Regions from separate parts of the Zea mays genome. Here region 2 is linked to region 1. A link is a contact called in public Hi-C data. All regions are on one chromosome and are shown on one strand. Each heading gives the region's core, a stretch centred on a gene start, on an enhancer-like site or on the middle of the called end of the contact. The rest is flanking DNA. Distances are from core to core; before and after follow the strand shown. Region 1 holds the start of LOC103643872 (phosphatidylinositol 4-phosphate 5-kinase 2). Region 2 holds the start of LOC100284729 (integral membrane protein DUF6 containing protein).

Region 1 (4,263 bases), core at 728-3,227:
AGATTCAAATATATACATGAAGGTTCCGAATGGAATAAATGTACCGGATCCAAAGGCAAATCGTAACATGTATTGTGTAAAATTGTAAAAGTCATTGTATGGCTTAAAACAATTAGGGCGTGTGTGGTACAAACGCTTAAGTATTTTCCTTTCCAAAAAGGGATACACTAATAATGATGGTTGTCTATGTGTTTCCATTAAGAAATCCACATCAGGTTTTTGCATCATATCAGTATATGTTGATGATCTTAACATCATTGGAAGTGATATTGATATAAATGAAGCACGTCATCATCTAAAGACGGAATTTGAAATGAAAGATTTGGGTAAAACCAAATTTTGCTTAGGTTTACAACTTGAGCATTTGCCCTGTGGCATATTCGTATATCAAGAAGCCTATGTCCAAAAAATATTGGAGAAGTTTAATATGGATAATTCATATCCCTCCAAAACTCCTATGGTTGTGAGATCTCTTGACATGGAGAAAGACCCATTCCGACCTAGAGAGGAGAAAGAAGAGATTTTGGGTTCAAATTACCCATATCTAAGTGCAATTGGTGCGCTTATGTATTTAGCAAATAGTACCCGGCCGGACATTGCATTTGCAGTGAATCTACTTGCAAGATACAGTGCTGCTCCTACTAAACGTCATTGGACAGGAGTAAAACATATCCTTAGATATCTCAATGGTACAAGAGATTTTGGTCTTTTCTACGAAAGAGGCCAAGACTCGACTTTAATTGGATATACAGATGCTGGCTATCTTTCAGATCCTCATAATGTCAGATCTCAAACAGGCTTTGTTTATTTATATGGTGGAACAACTATCTCTTGGAAATCAACCAAACAAACTTTGGTAGCCACTTCCACAAATCATTCTGAAATAATTGCTTTATATGAAGCTTCCAAAGAATGTGTATGACTTCGTAGAATGATTAATCATATACTACAATCTTGTGGTATAGGTTCTATAGAATCACCTACCATTATCTATGAAGATAATGCAGCTTGTGTTATTCAGATGGAAATTGGTTATATTAAGAGCAATATCACTAAGCATATAGCTCCAAAATTATTTTTCCCTCATGAATTACAAAAGGATGGAGAAATAAATATATTGCAGACTAAATCATGCGACAATCTCGCAGATTTATTCATTAAGTCCCTACCGTACTCCACATTTTCAAAATATGTTGAAGGTATAGGTATGAGAAGACTTAGAGATCTGCAAAATTCAGGGGGAGTAACTCTCACCGATACATAACAAGTTCACATCATATTGCACTCTTTTCTTTATGCGGTTTTTCTCTCACAAAGAGTTTTTATCATATAAAGTTTTTAATGAGACAATATTAATACAAGCGTATACCATATCACTCTTAATTTTCCCACAGGGTTTTTGTAAGGTGATATGAGGTATAGTAGAAATTTTAAATGCAGGATTTTCATTTGATGGACTCAATCAAGGGGGAGTATTAAGGAAAAAATGATTTCGTCCACGTCAGCAATCCGGAGGAGGAAACACACTTAATATCAAAGGTGGAGATTAACAAGATCGACGGTCATTAGTTAATAAGATTAGTGTTAATAATATTCCTTTATGTAAATCATGTTCCCGAACAGGCACCCCTCTCCCTCTCTCCTACGACGAGGAAACCGTCCTTAGCGAATGGACAAGTTTTCTGTCATTTCACTATGTATAAATACACACCATCATTGAATGAAAAGGATACGCATCATTTGCTTGAGTCCCTTCGTTTTCTGACAGGGGCGGAGAGTGCCCCTGGCGGCAGCGTGGTGGGGTAATGAGTTGTGGCCTGTCTCGAACTGTTCCGCAGTCTCGACTCAAACCCAACCAGTCCATGTCTCGATGAGACGATGACCATCCCCTCCCCTCCAAAAAAATAAAACGCCCATGCATATATCCAAATAAAGAAACCCAACCATAAAATCCGGTTTTGCCCCAAACCGTCGCGGACGACGACGGGTCCACTCGTGACTCGTGCCCCCGTGGCCCCACCACCAAATGTGAACTGGCCGCAGGAGATCCGCGACTCCGCGTGGCGAGCCGCTCGTTGCACGCCAGAGGAGCCGCGCTGATCTTAGCGAGATGTTGTTGGGACAGCTAGGTAAAAGCCACCCCCCTCGGGCCTCGGCCTCTCGCTCCTCTTCCATTGTATAATCCTCTTCCCTCCTCCACCCACTTCACCTGGCACACTAGTGGCCACTGCACTGGTAGTAGTAGCCCAGTACTGGCACCGCTCTAGCCCAGATCAAAGCTCGGGAGAAGAGGGAGAGGAGGTAGTGCAACATAAATCCCGAGTCCCACCAAATCGCAAGTCCTAGCAGCTTCCGGTCTGCAACTGCAACGCCGCGGGCTTGAGTGCGAGAGTGCGCGTGGGGGATGAGGCGGGTGGCACCGGCGATGACCGCCGCCAGCAGCGCTGCTGGCGGCGAGGAGACGGCGGTGGTGGAGAAGACGCTGCTCAACGGGGACGTCTACCGCGGCGGCTCGCCGCACGGGAAGGGCAGGTACGTGTGGGCCGACGGCTGCATGTACGAGGGGAACTGGCGGCGGGGCAAGGCGTCCGGGAAGGGCCGCTTCTCGTGGCCGTCGGGCGCCACGTTCGAGGGGCAGTTCCGCAGGGGCCGCATCGACGGGCAGGGCGTGTTCGTCGGCCCAGACGGCGCCACCTACCGCGGCGCGTGGGTGGCGGACCGTCGCCACGGCCTGGGCAACAAGACCTACGCCAACGGGGACTGCTACGAGGGCCAGTGGCGCCGCAACCTCCAGGACGGCCACGGCCGGTACGTCTGGGCCAACGGCAACCAGTACATCGGGGAGTGGCGCGCCGGGGTGCTCTCCGGCCGCGGCGCGCTTATCTGTGCCAATGGCAGCCGCTACGACGGCGTCTGGGAGAACGGCGTGCCCAAAGGGTCAGGGGTCTTCACGTGGCCCACCGGCGGCTCCTGGCCTGGGAGCTCGGTAGACCTGCCGGCCATGAGCGCCACTTTCTTCGCGCCTCCTGGTGCTGTTGCTGTGAGTAGGAGGTCTTCTGTGGAGGGCGTGGGGGACAAGGCGACCCCGCGGATCTGCATATGGGAGTCGGAGGGCGAGGCTGGAGACATTACCTGCGACATCGTCGACGCGCTCGAGGCGTCTATGCCTATGCTCTTCAAGGAAGCCGCGGCTATCGCGGGTGGAGCAACTTACATGCGATCAGCCAGCGGAGTCCCACGCTGGGCGTCGGCGGTGGCAACCACGCCGCAGAGTAAACGACCCGGGCGGACCATATCCAAGCGACACAAGAATTACGAGCTTATGCTGCAGCTGCAATTAGGCATCATGTGAGGTTTTGGTAGCTCCGTGTTCTCACAATGTGGTCTGGTTTTTGGAGAGGATGTGCAAATGGAGGTTTTATTATGGTTCTGCATCCTGCAGGCATTCCGTGGGGAAGTCTTCGGCTGTGCCGATGCGAGAACTGGAACAGGGAGATTTTGATCCAAGGGAAAATGCTTTGTCCTGGACAGAGTTCCCACCAGAGGGTTCGAAGGCCACACTGCCGCATTCAACTGGGTACTTCTGCTGGAAGGACTACTGCCCCATGGTGTTCAGGTTTTTTGTCTTCGACTCCTGATCTACCATTTCATCTGTGTGTGCTGCCGTCTGCACATCTTCTCTATTAATTAACTCTGGTGTCGTATTCTGCATTGCAGGCATTTGAGGAAGTTGTTTGCTGTGGATACAGGGGATTACATGCTTTCGATCTGTGGCAATGATCCTCTGAGGGAGCTGTCTTCGCCTGGGAAAAGCGGGAGCTTCTTTTACCTTACCCAAGACGACCAATTCATGATTAAGACAGTGAAGAAATCAGAAGTCAAGGTAGCGTTTCTGTTTTCCATTGATGTGAACATGCTAATTATCTGCACGAAATTGTATACATACTTTGAAGTACTTAGAATTGTAGCTAGTTACTTAATTTCATTTTCTCTATTAAAATTGGATTGTGGAATTGGTATTAGATTGAGGAGATGGTTTTTTTTCTTGTCGAGCTCCATGTTGCCATGCCTAGTTATGTGTCGTTCTACACATGTTAAAAAAGTGCTACTAAAGTACCAAGTACAATTAGTTGCCAAGAAGAAACCTGTTTCTCCTGCTTTTGCGGAGGGGCTAATTTCCTGCTATTTCGTTGCTGTAGCTGCTACTTAAGATGTTAAATAGCTACTGCAAACATGTCGATCGATACAAGAACTCATTAATCA
Region 2 (4,263 bases), core at 849-3,348, 600 kb before region 1:
TCAGAGAAGTAAACTGACCTCTGCCCACATGCATAACACCGTAGAAAGAACCCCAGTGTACAATGCTGGTATCCAAGGAAACGAAACTGTGGTATCCCAGAGCATCCCGAACGTCCAAGATTCAAAGCTGGATCCGCTGGTATCAACGTAGCCATCTTTGAACATAAACCAGAGAACGGAGGAGAAAGCAACCACAAGGACCTGGATGATAGAAGATTTTGTGAAATTGTGTCCACGGCGTTGCGCCGTCGCAATGGGTAAGATATATAGCAGTATAAAGGGATACGAGAATATGTTCGCGCAACCTCGAAGCCAAGAAGAGCTAAAAATTTCTTCTTGTCCGTACTCCTTGATATTTGTTCTGTTCTAAGCATATGGATCCCGAAAAACACGGCACTGAAGAAGTTCAAAATATCGCCAACCTTTGAACACAATGAAAGCAGTTCAAGGAATCAGTATCGTATTTACTTTTTAAGGCACAAAGCAAGCAGTTCATAAATATATCCAAAGACTTGGAATAATGAAATCTATCGATTTTGAGGATTTAACAGAAGTTTTATATGTTTGAAATTCGGTTGATCATCGTCAATGCAAGATTGAAGACTCAATGGGAGTGTGACTATTGTTGCATGCATAAAGAACCTTTTGGACAGAAGTCAGGAAAGCAAGAAACTGTGCCAGAGATCTTTAACCATTCTGTAAGATCCTGAAAGCTATTATTCACTACAGCCAATAAACTACTTAGTAAAAACAAAGTTGTTACTTACACTGGGAGGAGATCCACCACATTCCAGCAGGCCAATTCCGAACAGAGACATGATGGCTCCGAACCATGTGAGTCTGGGGATCGAAGCACCAAGAAGACCATCAATTAGAGGCACAACTACGACCTGTACAGTAACAGAAGCATTTGCCAGTTCAGGCCATTTCAGCAAAACCACCAAAATTCAGAATGAACACGGCGTGGAGCAGGATCTACCGTGAAGGCCGTGATGAAGGATGCTCGGCCAGCATCAGATGAGAGCAATCCAATTGCTTGAGAAAGGTAAGCTAAGCTAACCCAGACTCCCAGCTCCAGTCCCGCGTAGCGTACACTGCGGTCACCGAAGGAACGGAGCGCGAATGGTACGAAGGGGATGGCTGCAACAACGAACCGCACCATGTTGAAGACCGCAGGCTCTGTCAGGGCTTCGACCTCTTTCAAAACCGGAATATCACTTGCTGGCAGGATAAAAAAAAAGGATCAAAAGTGAACTACAAAAGGCTCAATTTTACTGTTAATACCAACCACAGCACAACCAATCACAGTGGTCGGAGAAAGAACTTTAGCATGAAGAGTATTTGGAGTAGCACTACAGATTACAGAGGCGATGCACTGCTATTTTTTTCAATACCCTAATTAGCAATGCCAGAATCGTGCAGAGTAGAGTTTGAGACCGAGCAGTTGAGCATATATAGTACGAACTGGAGCGGCTGTGTGTGTGAGAGAGAGAGAGATTAAGAACAAAGGAAGTATTCGCACACCATAGATGACCGTGAGGGCGTTGAGGATGATGATACTTCGTGTCTTCTTGGAGGCGAAGAGGATCCGGCTCCACACCGGCCGGCCGCGCGCCGGCTTCTTCGTCTCACCGCTCTTCTTCCTCTCGTCCTCGATCTTGGGCGCCTCCTCCTCGCCGCTGGCGCCGGGCCCGTCGAGCGCCACGCACCGGGGCGCCAGCGCCACGAGAACCCTTGCCCGGCGCAGCGACGCGGCCCAGCGGGGCTCCGTGACGACGGCTAGCGTCGCGCGGCAGGAAGGCCCCGCCGCTGCCGCCCCAGCCCCGACCATCTGCAGCGGCAGTGCCCACGACGCGGGCGCGAGGGAAGAAGCCATACCAAGACCGCTCTAGTTCTGCCTGCGCTCCTGTTGCTACTTGCTAGTGGTGCAATGGAGTGAGCAGGTGTAGCGGCCACTTATGGTGTTCTCTGACTGGACTGGAGGAGTAAAAAGGTAAGGTAGGATGAAATGAAATGAAACTCGCAGGAAGAAGGCCTGGGTCGTGTTTGTCAGTTTGTGGTGAAGAGCTTGTCTTTGGCGACGACGGCTGGGGATTTTATTTTCTGTGGAGGCGTGGAGCGGGGGCGCGCTGTGGTGGTTGGCCACGTCCGGTGCTGGGAGAGACCTCTCGGGTTTGTTTCCTAGCGAAAACGCCCGCGTCGATATGTCTGCTGGGTTCAGATGAGGCCGAGCCGGCGAGTCGCCGTGGCCGCGAAACAGAGCAATCGTCTCTCGTCGGAGAGCTACCGAGTACAGCGCATGTGATCCTCGCGGAGCCCCCCCACCTGTCGAGCTGTCATTGCTCGGGCGTCGACGAGATGGCTTGATTTGCTTTGCTTTGCTTTGCACGCTGTGGTTTTCATCACATGCTGTGTTATGACAGTTTCTCTGGCAGCCATGATATCCTCGTGCTACGAGGCAATATCTTGTAGAAGAGTACTCTTTAACATCTAGCGCGTGCATGTATATCTTCAAACCAAAAATTACAGACACAGCTTCTGACCACCAAAATCTGTTGCGGACTGCTAAACACTCAGCTTTTCAGTCAGCTTCTATAAAATTTGTTGGAGCAAAACCATCCAAAATCAACATAAACACATAATCGGTTGAGTCATTGTAATAGTAGAAATCCGTCACTTTCTAGATCCTGAGCCCTATGAACAACTTTATCTTTCTCCACACTTAATCGTAATGATACTCAGATTCTCCCCACAGCCAGATTTTTAAAAAAGCTGGTCAGAAAAAAGTTGAACCAAACATGCCCATAATACCTCCGGCGAGGGCATCTGGCCGGAGCTAGGGTGAAAACGGGTCGGGTATACCCATCGGGTACCGGATACGGATATTGCAAATACTCATTTTTCGATACGGATTCGAATATTTTTATATTCGGGACGGATACGGGTAAATACCCGGATACTGAAGCTTCGGATTCAGGTCGGATGCGGAGCGAGGACTACCCGGTAAATACTCAGATAGTCAGGTCGGATACAGGTACCCGGAATTCGGGTACCCGTTTTTTCATTTCCTGCATAATAGTATAGTTATAACATCATAACTTTTACGTATGAAATCGGATGAAGATAAAGTTTATATGAAAATTGTAGAGCTCGAAGAGATCTATAACGTTATAGTACATCAATTTTTTGTTTAAACATATCTTTAGGCCAAAATTATTAAAATAATGTTCAAATTTATATTAAACTAATATACTTTATCATTTTTATGTGGGGGATTAATGTTATCTCTACGTGGGAACTTAAGGTTATCTTTGTAGAGACTATTTATTAGTATTCATAACTTATTTGCAATTTTCGATCGACGCTACATTATTTTATGGATTTAATTGTATTTTATTGATTTTCTATGACAAGAAATTAATAGATATATAAATAGTCTCAAAAAATCATGAAATTTTACGGAGGTATAACATATTGTCGGGGACCGTAATTAGGGGTACCCCTAATGCTACTTAATCCAGTTGGAAAACATCTTCAGAACAAACCATAAACGACTGATAAAGCGCAGGCCTCGTCTACTAGGGGACGCGACCTCATCCGAGCCCAGCCTCGGGCAAGGACAGTAGTCCCGGACGGATTCACGCCTCGCCCGAGGGTCCCCTCAGTCAGCAGACGCACCCTCAGCTCGCCCGAAGCCCAGCTCGGGCAGACTTTGTCGTGCAGCAACCTCGGCCGGATCGCCCTACCAACCGACCGTATCGCATGCTCATTCAATGTGGGGATCGTCTGACACTTTATCCTGACACGCTCGCCTCAGTCGACAAGGTCGAAGTGACCGCAGTCACTTCGCCCCTTTACTGACCGTTCTAACAGGAAAACAACACTGTTCACCCCGCTCCGGCTACTGTGCCAACCACCAGGGCCAGACTAACGACAGCAGGTCTCGACCTCCCCCGAGTTTAGCCTCGGGCGCGACAGGGAGCTCCGCCTCGCTCGACCCCAGGCCTCGGCCTCAGCCCCGGCCTCGGGGAAGGTCTCCGCCTCGCCCGACCCCAGGCCTCGGCCTCGGGGGAAGGTCCCCGTTGAGAGCACCTAGAGGGGGGTGAATAGGTGATCCTGTAAAAACTTAAACTTATAGCCACAAAAACTTGTTAAGTGTTAGCACAATGATTGCCAAGTGGCTAGAAAGGAGTCTCAGTAAAACACAATACCACAAGAGATCAAACACAGAGATGACATAGTGGTTTATCCCGTGGTTCGGCC

Evidence for each region. A called contact is a pair of places that touch in the nucleus more often than the background predicts.
Region 2: a Hi-C map of bundle sheath shows a contact between it and region 1, with 2.6 times the contacts expected there. The contact joins the promoter of LOC100284729 here to the promoter of LOC103643872 in region 1. A contact is called at or near these places in 3 of 25 Hi-C or Micro-C datasets (bundle sheath, ear and tassel).

Annotation. Positions count from the first base shown.
Region 1 is chr1:272,034,800-272,039,062 of Zm-B73-REFERENCE-NAM-5.0, reverse strand. LOC103643872 (phosphatidylinositol 4-phosphate 5-kinase 2) reads left to right here and starts at 1,977. Exons shown (of 8, transcript XM_008667053.4): 1 at 1,977-3,348; 2 at 3,443-3,616; 3 at 3,718-3,883; 4 at 4,200-4,263. The coding sequence starts at 2,405.
Region 2 is chr1:272,631,734-272,635,996 of Zm-B73-REFERENCE-NAM-5.0, reverse strand. It overlaps LOC100284729 (integral membrane protein DUF6 containing protein), which reads right to left and starts at 2,098. Exons shown (of 8, transcript NR_182097.1): 1 at 1,525-2,098; 2 at 980-1,197; 3 at 768-840; 4 at 306-422; 5 at 19-201.